Linked DNA regions of Mus musculus: regions 1 and 2 are each linked to region 3. The links are chromatin contacts, called in public Micro-C maps. All regions are on one chromosome and are shown on one strand. The core of a region is the stretch at or near the end of the contact, and the rest is flanking DNA. Distances in the headings are between cores, read along the strand shown.

The links. A called contact is a pair of places that touch in the nucleus more often than the background predicts.
Region 1: a Micro-C map of muscle stem cells shows a contact between it and region 3, with 7 times the contacts expected there. The contact joins the enhancer-like site here to the promoter of Ep300 in region 3. A contact is called at or near these places in 1 of 484 Hi-C or Micro-C datasets (muscle stem cells), 2 of 115 datasets of contacts at active chromatin or transcription factors (memory CD8 T cells and pancreatic cancer cells) and 2 of 9 other capture datasets (adipose tissue and pancreatic islet).
Region 2: a Micro-C map of embryonic stem cells shows a contact between it and region 3, with 5 times the contacts expected there. The contact joins the promoter of Tef here to the promoter of Ep300 in region 3. A contact is called at or near these places in 6 of 484 Hi-C or Micro-C datasets (CD4 T cells, embryonic stem cells, liver and 1 more), 4 of 115 datasets of contacts at active chromatin or transcription factors (the SCID.adh cell line, extraembryonic endoderm stem cells, memory CD8 T cells and 1 more) and 2 of 9 other capture datasets (adipose tissue and pancreatic islet).

What each region holds. Positions count from the first base shown.
Region 1 is chr15:81,833,358-81,838,144 of GRCm38.p6, reverse strand. No RefSeq gene overlaps it. Among named protein-coding and RNA genes, the nearest start is that of Tob2, 23 kb to the left of the region's middle. Within about 2 kb of position 1,609, at least 217 of the 459 cell types and tissues checked have an H3K27ac peak or open chromatin away from gene starts, as enhancers often do. A contact at or near this core is called in adipose tissue, muscle stem cells and pancreatic islet, where this site is marked.
Region 2 is chr15:81,809,612-81,814,278 of GRCm38.p6, reverse strand. Tef (thyrotroph embryonic factor) reads right to left here and starts at 2,865. Exons shown (of 4, transcript NM_017376.3): 1 at 2,559-2,865. The coding sequence starts at 2,709.
Region 3 is chr15:81,583,606-81,588,052 of GRCm38.p6, reverse strand. Ep300 (E1A binding protein p300) reads right to left here and starts at 1,839. Exons shown (of 31, transcript NM_177821.6): 1 at 1,331-1,839. The coding sequence starts at 1,424.

The DNA.
Region 1 (4,787 bases), core at 360-2,859, 250 kb before region 3:
TCTCTCTCTCTCTCTCTCTCTTTCTTCTTAAGATCTTACTATATTGCCCAGCTTGGTTCTCCTTCTCTCTTTCCCTCCCCAGTACTCGAGATTGAGTGTAGGACCTCACCCATGTTAGGGCAAGGCTCTACCACTGTCAGGTTCCTCTGGAGCTGAAGTTACATGCAGTTGTGAGCTGAGCTGTCTGATACTGGTTCTGGGAATGGAACTTAGGTTGTTTGTAAAAGTATTAAGCACTTGTAACTGTTGAGGCACCTCTCCAGCTCCCCGGACAGACCTTTATATTTTCTTCTCCAATGCAGAGGCTGGCTGCAACCCAGAAATGCTAAGAAAACCACAAGCCAGGATGCCACATATTCATCCCTTGGTTTCCTCAACTATGAAAGGATACTGCTGTTCCCTCCCCTTTGTTGTTTGTAGGTAAGATGAGCATAAAGCTCTGGCTCACATTCCAGGCCACTAAGTAGAACAGGGACAATGGTTCTCACCCTGCTGGTAAACCAAGCTAGGGAGAGGGGAGAAGTGACAGTCTCCACTTTGCTGCCAGCATCAGGGAAGGTCCAGATGTCTCCCCATCCTAGAATATTTACTCTTATTGGTGCTCAAAATGGGGGAGGGGTTGGAGAAGTAGGGAGTGGACCTATCTGGGACTGCTTCAATTCTGAGGCCAGTCTGAGCTACATAGTGAGTCCCATACCGGTCTTTAATCCTAGCACTTGAGAGGCTGAGGCAGGTGAATCTTTGTGACTTCCAGATAGGCCTGCCAGGGCTACACAGAACAAAACACAAAACCAACCCCCAAATCCTTCAGGCAAACACCTCGCCACAGACAGTGGTCTCCCTGAGGTGGGGACGTGGTTGAGGGGCTACAGTGACTGTTAGATATTTCTGGGAGTCCTCATGCCACCAGACACGGGCTCCAGCTCCACCTGTGACCTTCCTGAGCCAAGAGGCAAGCAGGACCACAGGCTGCCAGAGCAGGGACTAAGGTCCACAAGGAGTTGACTGCCCCAGGGATTCCGGGTTGGGCACTTTCCCTTCTGTATACCAGGTTCGTTGTGAGGGTATCAGAGGACACTAAGTTTCCCAGTCACCTGGCTATTTAACCAGATGACAAGGCTTTTTTTTTTTTCTTTCTTTCTTTCTTTCTAAGCTAGAAGAAAAGGCCATTTTGTAGGTAGGCATACTGAGACTAAGAAGCACAGGTGCCCCAAGTCATGAGAAGAAGCAAGGCACAGCCACCTTGAGCTTCTCTGACACGGTGGAGTGGTTGTAAAAGAAAGTTCCTAAGCAGGGTACCTCCAATTAGAGAAGCCAAGGCCCCAAGTTGGGGTAGGGGGGGTTTCACCCACCTCTGTGGACCTGGCCAACCACGCCCATTGGCGCGGGGTGTGCTTCACTTCCCTGGGGGCTGTCAGAGAAAGCAGGAGGCTCCCAGCGCTACTCCCCCGCCCCGCAGAGCGCACAGGAGGAAGAAGGAAAGGAGGGTTATGTAAGGCGAGTCGAGGGCCGGGCAGGCGGGGACGTCCTCCTATGAATAGCCTGCTGTTCCCTGCGCGTGACTACACAGCCCCCTCGGCGCCCGCCGTGCTGGCCTCCGTGTCCAGGGCCTGAAGAGGGAGGAGCATGAGTAGGGATTTAGGGAGGGAGGAGGGTAGCTGGGATGCTAGGACAGAGGAGTGGAGTCGGTGTTTCAGGAGTACCTGCGCATGAGGTCCTCGGCCTCAGCTCCACGCCCCACCCCCACTCCCTGCCAGGCCACAGTTCGATTCCTGCGGCCTCCTTGCGATGAGGATGAGATCCGCCTTGAGGATATTTATCTGGGCCCTGCAGCCTAGAGCCGGTTCTGCGGGTGCCAGGGCTGGCACAGACCCTCACTCCTGGAAAAGAAGGAAGTGGGGGTGGGGGTGGGGTGGGGCAAGACCGTGGCGGATTACAGACTGCATTTTCTCTCTTGATCAGGGCATCGTCCTCTACTTCTGTGCTGCCCCAGGGAGGCGCCCCTAAAGCAGGGTTGCAGTCACTGCAAGGCTGCTCAACACTGCTGGATCCAGGTTTCCACAACAGTCACCCCCCACCCCACCCCGAAACCTCAGCGCGCGCACTTATACACGGGTCACCTTAGCAAAAGCTGAGGTTCTGGGTTCTCAGAGTTTGGTTTGATTTTGCTTTGTTTTCTAACAGTCAGTCGTTAGACATCCCAGGCTGGCCACTGAACCCACGAGAGTCTGTTTACCTCCAAAGTGTCTCTCTCCAAACTGTCTCTTTATAAACTCTCCCCAGAGTTTATAAAGTTTGGGAACCAAGTCAGGTAGGAGGGGCAGGCCGGGGATTGAGGCTGCATTGATTTTATGAGGTGGGTGGAAAGTCGGGGCAGAGAGCATGTGATAGATAGATGGAGGACAGATGGGGCCAGGAACAGCCAGTCTTGACCTTTCAGTCCCCAGCCCTTTAATGCTTACTACTAGATACAGCCAACCCCAGCCTGGACCTGGACCTTGCCCCCATTTATCAGGTTTGGAGAGGACATGAGACTCGAACAAAGCCCGTTCCAGAATGCGGCGGACTCAAGACCCAATTTAATTCCTTTATCCTGGCATTGGTTAGACATTGACACCAGGATTGGAGAGATGAATAAAAATGAGGGTACAGCTATTAAGAAAAGGTTGGCCCAGGAAGAGAAAAACCATAGCAATAATCACTGCCATTATCATGACTGTGGTCTGACGGCGCAGTGGTGGCTCAGGGCTAAAGCCTGCTAGAAGGTTCCTGGGCAGAGACAGGTGAGGTCAAGCCACACAGCAGAGGCAGTACAAGTAACTGTTCAGAGGCCTGAATCAGCAATCACTTCAGAGATCTGGGAGCTCCTGGTGAGGCTGAGGCTTATGGGTGCAGATTCAAGAGAGAGGAGGCTGCCCTGAGGAGAATCTTGGTCAGATGATGGGCTGGACTTTGTTCAGAGCACAGCAGGGGCAGGAGGGGAAGAGGGAGAGGTGAACTCCAGCCTCTTTCTCACCCCTAAGGTCCATCTTGGCGATAGAGCTGGTTCCTTTCTCACTAGCTACTGAACTAGGAAGGCCAGATCCCATCCTAGCCATCCGTGATGTGCTTGGGGGTCTGGCTTGGAGCAGGCCACTCTGTCCACCCTGGGTCTTGGTGTCATCTATAACATTGACAGCGCTACTCCCGACCTAGCCGCTCCTGCTGCTGGGAGTGAGGAGCAGGGACGGGGGACGGGGGGGGGGGGTTGGGGGGGTTGGGGGGGGTGTGTGGCTCTGATAGCCCATCAGTCACATCAAAGGCTGAATGAGCATCTGCTCTGGGAGTCTGCCTCAGCCCTCCACTGAGGGGAGGGAGGCTCTCTGCCAACTAATGCTCCTCTCACCCATGCCCAGCAGACTTCCAGGATCACAAATGCTAAGCCAGACTCGCTAGCTTGTGTCCAGGGACTCCCATCTCTCTCCAAGTGGGGTCTCAGGCACAATCTCCCTGGTCCCCATTTTTTTTTTCAGATGCAGTTCGGAATCTCTTGAGGAATGTGACTGGTGACCCCTTTTGACCCTAGACAGGTGATGTCTGCAAACACAGCTTCCAGGCACAGAAAGGGGTAGCTCAGAAGCCCCTCAGCTCCTCCCCCTGCCATGTCCCCTCTCTGCTATTTCCAGCCTCTGCCAGGGACATCCTGTGCCCCTGTGATGTCACTAGGCCCTAGGAGACCAGGCTCTAGCTGACAGGATGTATTTTTAAACTCTCAGACCTTGGCCAGCTCCCCACCCTCCCCTCAGCTTACCCCACCTCACACTCCCTGTCCTGTTCCCAACATCTCAAATTAGTACGTAGGCTTGGCAGGCACCCTTCAGGCTCCTGAGAGGCCATGGGGAAGCCAGGCCAGTGCTCAGTGTTTGTAGTCACAAAATCCAGGCCTGCCCAGGTAAACAGATGGGTCTCATGAGAAGGAGCTGCTTGAGTCTCCAGGAGGAACCTAAAACCCAGAGAGTAGAGGGGAATCCGAGATCCCAAGGCCAGGGCTGACAGTCATCAGGGAGGCTCTCTTGGAGCAGCTACCCAAGCTGACTTTGGTTTTCTTTTTGTTTTTTTTAAAGATAAGGACCTAGCTGTGTAGACCAGGCTGGCCTCCAACTCACAGACATCCACTTGCCTCTGCCTCCTGAGTGCTGGGATCAAAGGTTTGATCCACCATTGCCTCTTAACAGTTCAATTTAGAGCAGCAAGAAGGTAAGGCATAGACTCTGGACCTAGACAGACCTCAGTGTGAATCCTGCCCATGGCATTTCTCAGCTGGACTGCTCTGTGCCACTGTTACTTGCACAGTGGAGTTACCAAAATGTAGTTCCAGAGGGGCTGGGAAAGACTGCTTGGGAACACACCCGAGAAACACCAAGCTTATGTCCTGACAACTAGGAGTGTTTGGACAGCGCCAGCTTCTTTGTCTCTCTGTAAACACTGCTGGGAAACTTTAACAGTCCAGTTGTGGATCCTGGGACTCCAACCTGGTCCTTGTCCCCAAGGCTTAGAAGTCTAGAGGTTATGGGGATATGAAGGAGAGTACAATGCTGACAGGGCCTCCAGGAGACATCTGGGGTCAGGGGAGTAGCCTTGACACTTCGTGCGAAGGATGAGGGCCTCAGGCTCTACATACCCCTGAGGACTCACTTCTGGCAAATGGTTCAGGATGCTCTGAGAACTACAGAGCCCTATATATGCTTAGAGTCCCCAAAACTCTGGGAACCTTTCTACCTCCTGCTAACAGCCCACTCCCTTTCATC
Region 2 (4,667 bases), core at 1,616-4,115, 230 kb before region 3:
ATGGCTGTGGGAGCCTGTGCAATGCCTGGAGAACACTGGACTTTCAGACAAATTGGCTTCAGGTGACTGCAATGAGAGGCTCTGGAGCTCTTCTCAGAGCTCAGTTCAGAAGGCTTTATCCCTGAGTAAGCAGAAAAGACTGGGGGCAGGTTTCCTGGGAGGAGGGAGAAGGGAGGAGCTGAAGAAGAAAGACTGCTTCTATTCAAAGCAAAGCTAATCAATTAGTGAAGACCAAATCCCCCATGTCTTAGTCAAAAGGTTATGCGCATGGATATCCAAGAGGGGGCAATTAAGAAAAAAAAATACAGAGAAATGTGACAAGACAAGAAGGCAATCAGAGTGAGAAAGAGGCTCATCAGAGAAGTGGGAGATGATCATGACACGTTCATAATAGGTTTTCAAAATTGAAGGAGACAACTTTGAACCCTGGATTTAGAAGTAAAAAAAAAAAGAGAGACACATCAAATATTATTATGTTGGAGGAAAACCAGCCATGCTTGGGTCCCAAGAGCAGACAGCCAAAAGGGAGCCATTAGTCCAAGAACAATGACCAGACCCCGTGAGTTGGAGATTCTCATAAGCACAACTTGCTCATAGCTTGTAATATGATTTAACATCAATTCTTATGGCTGCCTTTTTAATTTAATTTTTTAAAACCAGGCTTTGATTTAAAAACAACTGGGAGGCAACAAAACTCCCAGCCTATGGGCTGGGTGGGCCAGATGGTCTCTCTGAGTCCACATTCTGTTCAGAAACGACTGGACCAGTCGGGTGGGGTCACTTGGGATCAAAAGAGGTAAGAGAAGCAAGGAGATAAAAAGCAGCTTGACAGAAGGACAAGCAACAGGAAGTTCCTCATTTTGCCTGACTAAAGCAATTAAAACATTTTTTTTCCTGATTTTCTGAGATAGGGTCATGAAATCCGGGGTGACTTCAAACTTGATGTGCATCAGAGGATGACCTTGAACTAGTGGTCCCCCTGCCTCTACCTCTCCAGTGCTGAGATTGCAAACAAGCACCACTACAATCAGTCAGGCTATCACAATCCAGTGTTTGTAAGGTCAAGTTTTAAATTAATTTCAAAAGGTAAATGACCGACGTGTCCAGGACTTAAATCACAGGGACTGACACCAGTGGTTTGTCAGTTTCATACAACAGAAAGAACACCAAACCAAGAGCCAGAAGGCCCACCCATGTGACCTTGAGAAACCATCTATGCCTCTCAGGAGTCTCAACTTTCCTCACCTAGAAGTGGAGAGGTAGTAACCCAAACAAGATAAGACTATGTCAAAATGCTTTGTGAGTGTGGGCAAATGCAAAGCAAAACCCCAGTATGGCCTGGTCCTCTCTGGTGAGCTTAGGCAAGAGCTGCCAGATGTGAGCACCAGCCCTTGCAGTTTGTCTTACACTCAGATCTGGATGGAGTCATCACCTTCATACAAACAAAAGCGTTTGTGCACATGAGGTCCTGAGGCAGGAGGAGAGAATCTAGCCTCACCTGATGAGCAGAAGCTATTTATAACGTAACAGGGACAACCATAAGCACAGCAGCCCCAGAACACACCCAAGGAAAGAAACAACAGCATTTTAGAAAGGGAAATGAGATCCCTGATACAAGCAATCCACAAACAGCCAAGTCCTTCCCAGATACCCTAATTAAGCTGAGCTCTTGGAAATCTGAAGATCTCAGACTGAAAGCACACATCAATGGACCTAAAACCCCACAATAGGTGGCAGTCCTGCTGCTCTTCCAGGCCAAATACCCAGGCCAAGTCTGCTTTCCACACCAGGCCCCAGGGACTCTTGTGGCCTGGGCAATTCGATGAAGCCCGGTCCTGCTATTGTGATTCCCAACAATCAACCAGGAGAAGGACCTGAGTGGCCACATTCTAACCCTCATCACAGCCCTACTTTGCCCAGCCTTCATTCCCTTAATTTTTTTTTAAACCAGGCTTTGATTTAAAAACAACTGGGAGACACTACCGACCCTCATCTCAAATTGCCTCCTCCATCCACACCTCCCAGGGATGCATTTCCAGTAAAGCACCACCGTGGACCTGCTCACTGTCCACTCGTAGAGAGGAGGAATCGTCTTCCTCCAGGACGGACCAAAGACATACAAAGGCCATCTGCTATACTGATCAGGGCCTCTCAAACTTTGGTGGTGAACTCTGCACCCACGAGGGTGCAGTGGAGTGTTTCTTAAAATACACGCTCTGTCTCAAGATCCGCAGACTAGGTGAGGTCCAGGAACCCGCATTTGAAGGCAAGCAGTATCCTCAGGATTTGGATGCAGGCGGCCCCACTGGAGCCCCCTCTAAGTGGCGGCTTCCTTGCAAAGTTCTGTTGACTTGTCCTTTCCAGATCACCCCCTGACTTTCTCTCTGGGCTAGAGGCCTAGTCCAGCAGGCCCCTAGTCATGCCCGGGCCCGCATAAACACCACACCACTGGACCGCTTCACCCTGACCTCTGACCCGGCCCGGGCCGGCCCGCCCCCACAAGGCCCCGCCTTTACAGAAACCCCGCCCCCAGACACGCGCGAGCCCCCCCCCCTCACCGAGGCGCGTCTCGCGCGGGGGGTTCTCCATCAGCTTCTTCAGGACCAGAGGGAAGGAGCCCGACAGGCCCCGTTCTCCAGCTGCACGCCCCGGGCCCGGCCCCGCCTGAGGCTCCACAGGCGGCTTCTTCCCGCCGCCCGCGTCGGACATCGTGCCCTGCGCCCCACTCGTGCGCCTCGCCTCCCCCGCCCGCACCCCGAGACGGGCCGGAGCGGCTCGACCCGCCGCAGCTGCTGACACGGGCAGCACTGCGCAGACGCGCTACTGCACCCCCACCTCTCTCCATCCGCACCCCTCCCGCGGACTGGTTCCGTCTCATTCATTATTCATAAGGCCAGGCCAGCGGTCCCATAGCGTGGCTTCCGATTGGTGCGCGCTGCGTAAGGGCGGGCACAGCTCTTCAGGCTAGGATTGGCTGTGAGAACCAAACGATGTAGACACGTGCTGGGCCAGGTGAGGAGTATCGCTCCGCCTGCCCGGGAGCGTCGGGCCCTTCTGCGGAGCCCCCCTGTTCTTTTTTGGTCAGTCGCGTCCCTTTCGCCACCACTTTCGTGACTACAGGTTTCCTCCCACCTCATCGCAGCCTCCTTTTTCTCCTTCCCTCGGAGAAGCCACCTCAGAGGAAGGCGGAGCGGGGCGCGACGGCCCAGCCCCGAGGGTCACGTGGAGCGGCAGCAGATGCGGAGCCTCGCGGGGCGGGGCAGTGAGGGAAAGGCTCGCGGCAGCCAATGGGGCAAGAGGGCGGGGCCGGCGCGATTGCACGAGGCTCTGCACGTGCGGCTGCGGCGCGGAGGGGCGGAGAGGGGCGGAGAGGGGCGGGGCTGGCTCTGGCCTAGGCCTAGCCAGGACTGGCCTGTTGTGTTGTTTGGCGGACTCTGCCCGGGGGTAAGGGGACTGGGACGTGGGTAGCCAGCCAGCGCTCCTCCCACGCTCCGCGCGAGGTTAGCGGAGGGCAGGCGGGTCCCAAGCTCCGCTGCTTCAGCGGGTGTCAGGTTGCCCACTGATTTAGGGATTGGGAGCGGGCGTGGTTGCAGAATAAACACTAGTACGGAGAGCGCATTCTTGAAACCTATCCACGAACCAGGGTCCGGACAGACTTCCGTACTACTAGCTGCTCGCTTGTGACCTTGGGAATTATCCAGTTGCTCCACGGGAGCCCATTTCCTCAGTCTTAAAAATTCAACATTGAACTAGAGTCAAAAGCAAAACAAAACATAGTTTCTGGGTTCCTTAGGAAACCTGTGAGCCGTGAAGGGGTGTGCAAACCTTCAAGATGGCTCGCAGAACTTTGTACCTCTTTGCAGTACAAGTCATACTCGGCTTCAAGCCCAGACAATACTAGACGCTCAGGGATTAAGCTCCCAGAGGGGCAGGGACTTGGCTTGTTTATACTCTGTCCCTCCGTCCCTCCCATGGCTCCCTGCCTCGGAAGGAGGAGCTGAGTCTGGCGGAAAGGCAGCCTGTGGTTCATGCGGTAGTTACAGAACACCACAATAGACAGCTAGAAGCGCATGGATTGTGTTAGGACCTGAGGAAAAAGAAATTTAGCTGAGTAAGCCCAAAGGAAGCGGCTAAAGGACGTTGGGTAGCCTTAGGAATAGAGTGATGGACTGTGAATCTAAAATACAAGATTTTGTGATGTTGATCGTTTTCTGAACCTGAATCCTCTAGCCCATTGTTCCATTTCTCCAGTCTGTTCTCCTTTTTGTCAAATGGGGAGAAAGCAGGATGTAGCCTACGGTGTTCCCATGCAAATATCTTTCCTAATTTAATCAAAATTGATGGATATAAATCCAGTGTGGAGAAAGGAAACTGCACAGGAAACCCAGGCGTTGCAGACCTGTCAGGAGGAATCTTATGTATCTAGGATCTCTTTAGGAGAAACTGGCCTAGAGGTTTTTAGCAGTAAATCTGAAAGAGTGACTCCAAGAAAATGAAGCAACATATGAAACTCTAGAAAAGAAAAGCTGGATGAGCAAGATGGCTCATGGGGTAAAGGTGATTGCTGCCAAGTCTGACAACCAGAGTTCAATCTCTGCATACCATGTGATGGCAGGAGGGACTAAATCAAAAATTGTCTTCAGACCTCCATGAACACAATAATTCCT
Region 3 (4,447 bases), core at 590-3,089:
TGAGCAAAACTCATGGTTCGAAATACAGCTGCTAAAAAAGCAGAGTAATGCACTAGTTCTATCTTATTTCCAGGCCTTAATAGAAATCCTACTCAGAAACATGGCCCACACATTCTCTACAACTTGCAGGGTACGTTTAACTCCACTATACACTCTCATTGGCAGAAGGAGAGATCTGGAGCCTCTTCTCTGAGTTAAAGGGATGCTTGCAGTAAGGAGGAACATCTAGTGGACTGTCAGATGACTAGCCATTCTTCTTCTTCTTCTTCTTTTTCTTCTTCTTCTTCTTCATTATCCTGGCCTCTCAAACAAGTCAGACAGCAAGAGAGGACCAGGTCAGTGATCATCAGAATAACACTAAACTAACAGTAAGCAGGAAAAAGAACAGACAAGGGAGAGTCTCCCTTCAGGTCTCCTAACAAAGGGGCTGACTGGAGAAAAGAATTCCTTCATCTTGTAAACTGGAATTGCAAAGGTCCAAAAAGCAAAACAAAACAAACATGCAAGCACAAAACCTCCTGTTCATTTTTAAACTTGTACAATCACTTTAGTTGGAAGTTCATGACTGGGAGTCTTTCAACTTATTATCTCCCATTTCTAAGTACCTAATTCCAGAAAGGCTTCATCTTTTTTCTTTCCCTTCTAAGTAAGAGTGTGACAAACTGCAAAGGAAACGCCTCAGGTCTACACCTCAACACGCAGTTTGAGACATTTTGGTTTCATGGCAAATGGATATAAAATAAACTGCGGTCCATACTGACTCTTGAGGCAAGGATGGGGAGAGGGGACCTAAGAATGAAATTTTGTTGAACTTTAGTTACACTTAAAACCTTGGATCGCAGACACCAAGATTTGTCTTCCGCCCCCATTCCTCAACAGAAAATCTGCCTCACAGGAGCAAAAATCATTAAAGGTGGGAAAGCAGAGAAAAAAAGAATTCATTGCAACAGGGGAGAAAGAGCTGAAATCCCTCATTCACCAGTAACAAAAATAGTAAAAGTGCATAAAAGCCCTCACACACGATTGTACCGGCATTTCCCAAATTAAATTGCATGGAGCCAACAATAAAGGTCCCCGCAGCTCCCACTTCCAACCTCTTAATTCCAGAACACACAACGATCTGACATGACATAGTGTTGCAATGAATGTATCAGAAGGCAAAGAAAATGGTTGGGCTACTGGACGTCTTCGACCAGTCCATTCAAAAACCTTTAAAATTAAACACCGGCCGGGGAAATGGGAAGAGATACACAGAAGCACCCTGGAATGAAGGTGCAACGAGCAGAAAAGACGAAGGGAACTATGGAAGGCCGGGAGTCCCGAGACTAACCTGTGCCATCGCTGGCGGACGCCGAGAGGGCCGGAGATGAGAGTTTAGGCCGCTTGGCTGAAGGCGGCCCGGGTTCCACCACATTCTCGGCCATTTTTAATTCTTTCGGAGATACAACCGAGGAAAAAAACGAGAATCCTGAGGAAATCTCTTCTCCGAAACGGGGTCCCCGCCCCGCTCCTAAGGGTGGGCTCCGGAGCTCCGCCGCCACCCAACAGGGGTGGGGGGAAGTTCCTTTTTCTCTTCGCCTGGTTGCGGTGGCCGGAGAGGGATGCGGACTCAACAGAAATGGTAGGGGCAAGTGCGAGGGGCCGGGCCTAAACCAGGCCGGGAGGAGGGTACAGCAACACTGATCCCACGAGCACGTCCGCTGCAGCGAATTCTCGGGAACTCACAGCTCTACAGACGCAGTCCCCAGCCCGCCACGGCGAGCCCCTGCCCAGCCGAGGTCTCTCGGAGCTCCGCCGCCGCCATCAGCTTCTTCCTCCTCGGCGCTGTCCTCCTCCTTCTCATCGCCACAAGGAGGCGGGGGCGAAAAAGGGGGAGAGGAGGAGGCGACCAGAGACACTCACCTCCTCCCGGTGCCCCCTCCCGGGCCTGCGCCCCCACCCTGAGAGCCGCCCTCCTCCTCCTCCTGCCGCTGCGCTCCGCGCCGCCGCTGCCGCACCGGCCCCTAATGGCCACACTGAGCTCAGCCGAGCCGAGAGCCAGACTGGCGCCGGGGCCGCCTCACATCGCGCAGCGGACAAGCAGAGGCGCAGCAGCGACGACGCCGAGCGTGGAGCTCGCCGGCCCGAAGGGCCAGGGGGGCCGGGCCGGGCCAAGCAGGGCCGTCCGCCCGCAAGCCCGCGCTGACGCCGAGCCCACCGACGCGGCCTCTCCGCGCGCCGCGCTTCTCCGCCTCCACTCGCAAGCCCGGGGAGGAGAAATCAGTCCGGCCGCCTCCCTGGCCCTCACCCCCCCGGCAGCCAGGTGCCTGCCGGGGGCTCGGCTCGGGGGCCGCCTCGGACGGCGGGCAGAGGCGCCGCGGGGCGCGGGCTTATGTAATGGTTTCCCCCCCTTAGGCGTCGACGCCGGCCCGGGCTGCGGTGGGGGTGTGTGCGGGCAAGGAGGGGACTGAGGGTCGCCTCAGCCTTTGCGCCCCGGGGCCCCCAACCACTGTCTCGGTCCCGGCCGCTGCTCTCCAGCCAGGTACCCTCCTCACTCCCTGCTCGCGCAGTTCGCACTCAGCCGGGCGTCCCGCTTGCCCCACTCTCTCTCTCCCGGTCCCTCTCCGCTCTCTCTCCTCCTCCCCCCACCCCCCCCACAGGCTAGCACACAAACAAGATGGCGGCTGTTGTTTCTTGCCTCTGCCGAATCCTCCTTACAGGATAGCGGTAGCGGCGGCGGCGGCCGGAAATGAGCCAAGATTGGGGGGGGGGGGAGGTGAGAGGGGGAGGGGCCGAGAAACAGGGAGGCGGGGCGAGGGCGGGGCCTCTGCCTTGCAGCTCACACAATGGGGGAAGCGGCGCCGGGGGCGGTGCCGGCTCCAATCACGGGATCCGCCCAAGGGCCCCAACGCGGTAGGCGCTTCCGCAAACTCCCCCGGCGTCACTCGGTGGCTCCCTTTAAAGGGGAGGTTTTGAAAGAAGTTGTGGGGGGGGGGGGGGTCCGGGGTGAACTTAGAACGTATTTTCGGTCGGTGGACAGTTAGGTGCCTGGGCTGGGTCTCTGAGCAGAACCGAGTCAAAGCTCAGGCGCTCCTCTGCGAAAACAAGGAAAACCACGGTCAGAGCTCCCGGGGTTTGCCCTCTCAGGTTGATCTTTGGAACCCCATTAAATCCGCCAAACACCTGTGTTTCATCGTAGACACACATTCCATCCTCTTCATAGCCTTCTCGAAAGCAGCAGTTCATATCTCAAAGTCACATTGCTAGTCCTTTAAGTTTTCTCTGAAATGTCTAATTCAAGAATGAAAAATTTGGATTACGATATTGTTAGTTAAAAAACTAGGAGGGGGAGGACCACAGCAGTGGGAGGCTGTTTAGGGCTAGACCCTACCTACATTTTTGCCCATCACGTGTCCACACATCCTTACCAGCTACCACTCTTAAAAAAGAATCCTTGAGAACTACTTTTCTGAACCTGCCTGAAACTTCCAAGGTCTTTTGAAGGTATTTTCCACCCATCTCTAGCAGATGAGCTTAATAAAAGGCCACTTTCTGCAGTGCCTTCAATGTAAATATGGGAGAGGACAAAAAAATGTTATGTGCTAAAAAAAATTATAACACTAGAAAAATGTGAGGAAATGCTCCTAAGTCTAGTGTGTAGGGCAGCCCAATTCGAAGCAGAAAGCAGGGGGTATGCTTTTAGGGTTCTCAAATTACAGGACTTCTGTGTTTGGGATCCTCAAATATAGGGAAAGTACCAAGGTTCTATGTGACACTGAAGGAAACCTTCGAGACATTACCTATTGTATAGGTAGTTTGCCTACTATTCCTGTGGCCTTAACAGTTCAGTCACCAGTACTACCAAGAAAATAAATTTTTTCTCAGATCTATTTTTTAATTACATTTACCTTGTGTGTCTCTGTTGATATGTATAAATGTGTGAACATATATACCCATGACCCACATGGGGAGGTCATAGGATAATCTGGAGGAGTCATTTCTTCTGTACCCGTGTTATGGTTCCAAGGATCCAACCAAAAAGCTCAGGCTGAGCAATTGGTTCTACGCTTGCTGAACCCTCTCATCAGGTCATATTTTCTCATATTTCATATATTAACCTGTTTTGCTAGTGGCCAGACGTCCTCTGTTTTTGCTGTTTTGACTTCTAAGAGTATAGCTTGAGAAAACAGAATTAGCTGAATGGTGGTGGTGGTGCATGCTTTTAATTCCAGCACTCGGGAGTCTGTGGGACTCTGTGAATTCCAGACCAGCCTGGTATACAGAGCAGGTTTCAGGATTACACCAGACAAGCCATTTTTCAAAGAAATAAAAGAGACTCTAAGCTGGTGAGTTGAAGACCAGGTTTCCATCCCCAGGAACTAGGTGGTAGGATGAGAACTGGCTCTGAGACATGACAAGCATCTGAAACTGATGGGAATGATCCTGTGAAGCAATGCTAGCTGGCCAC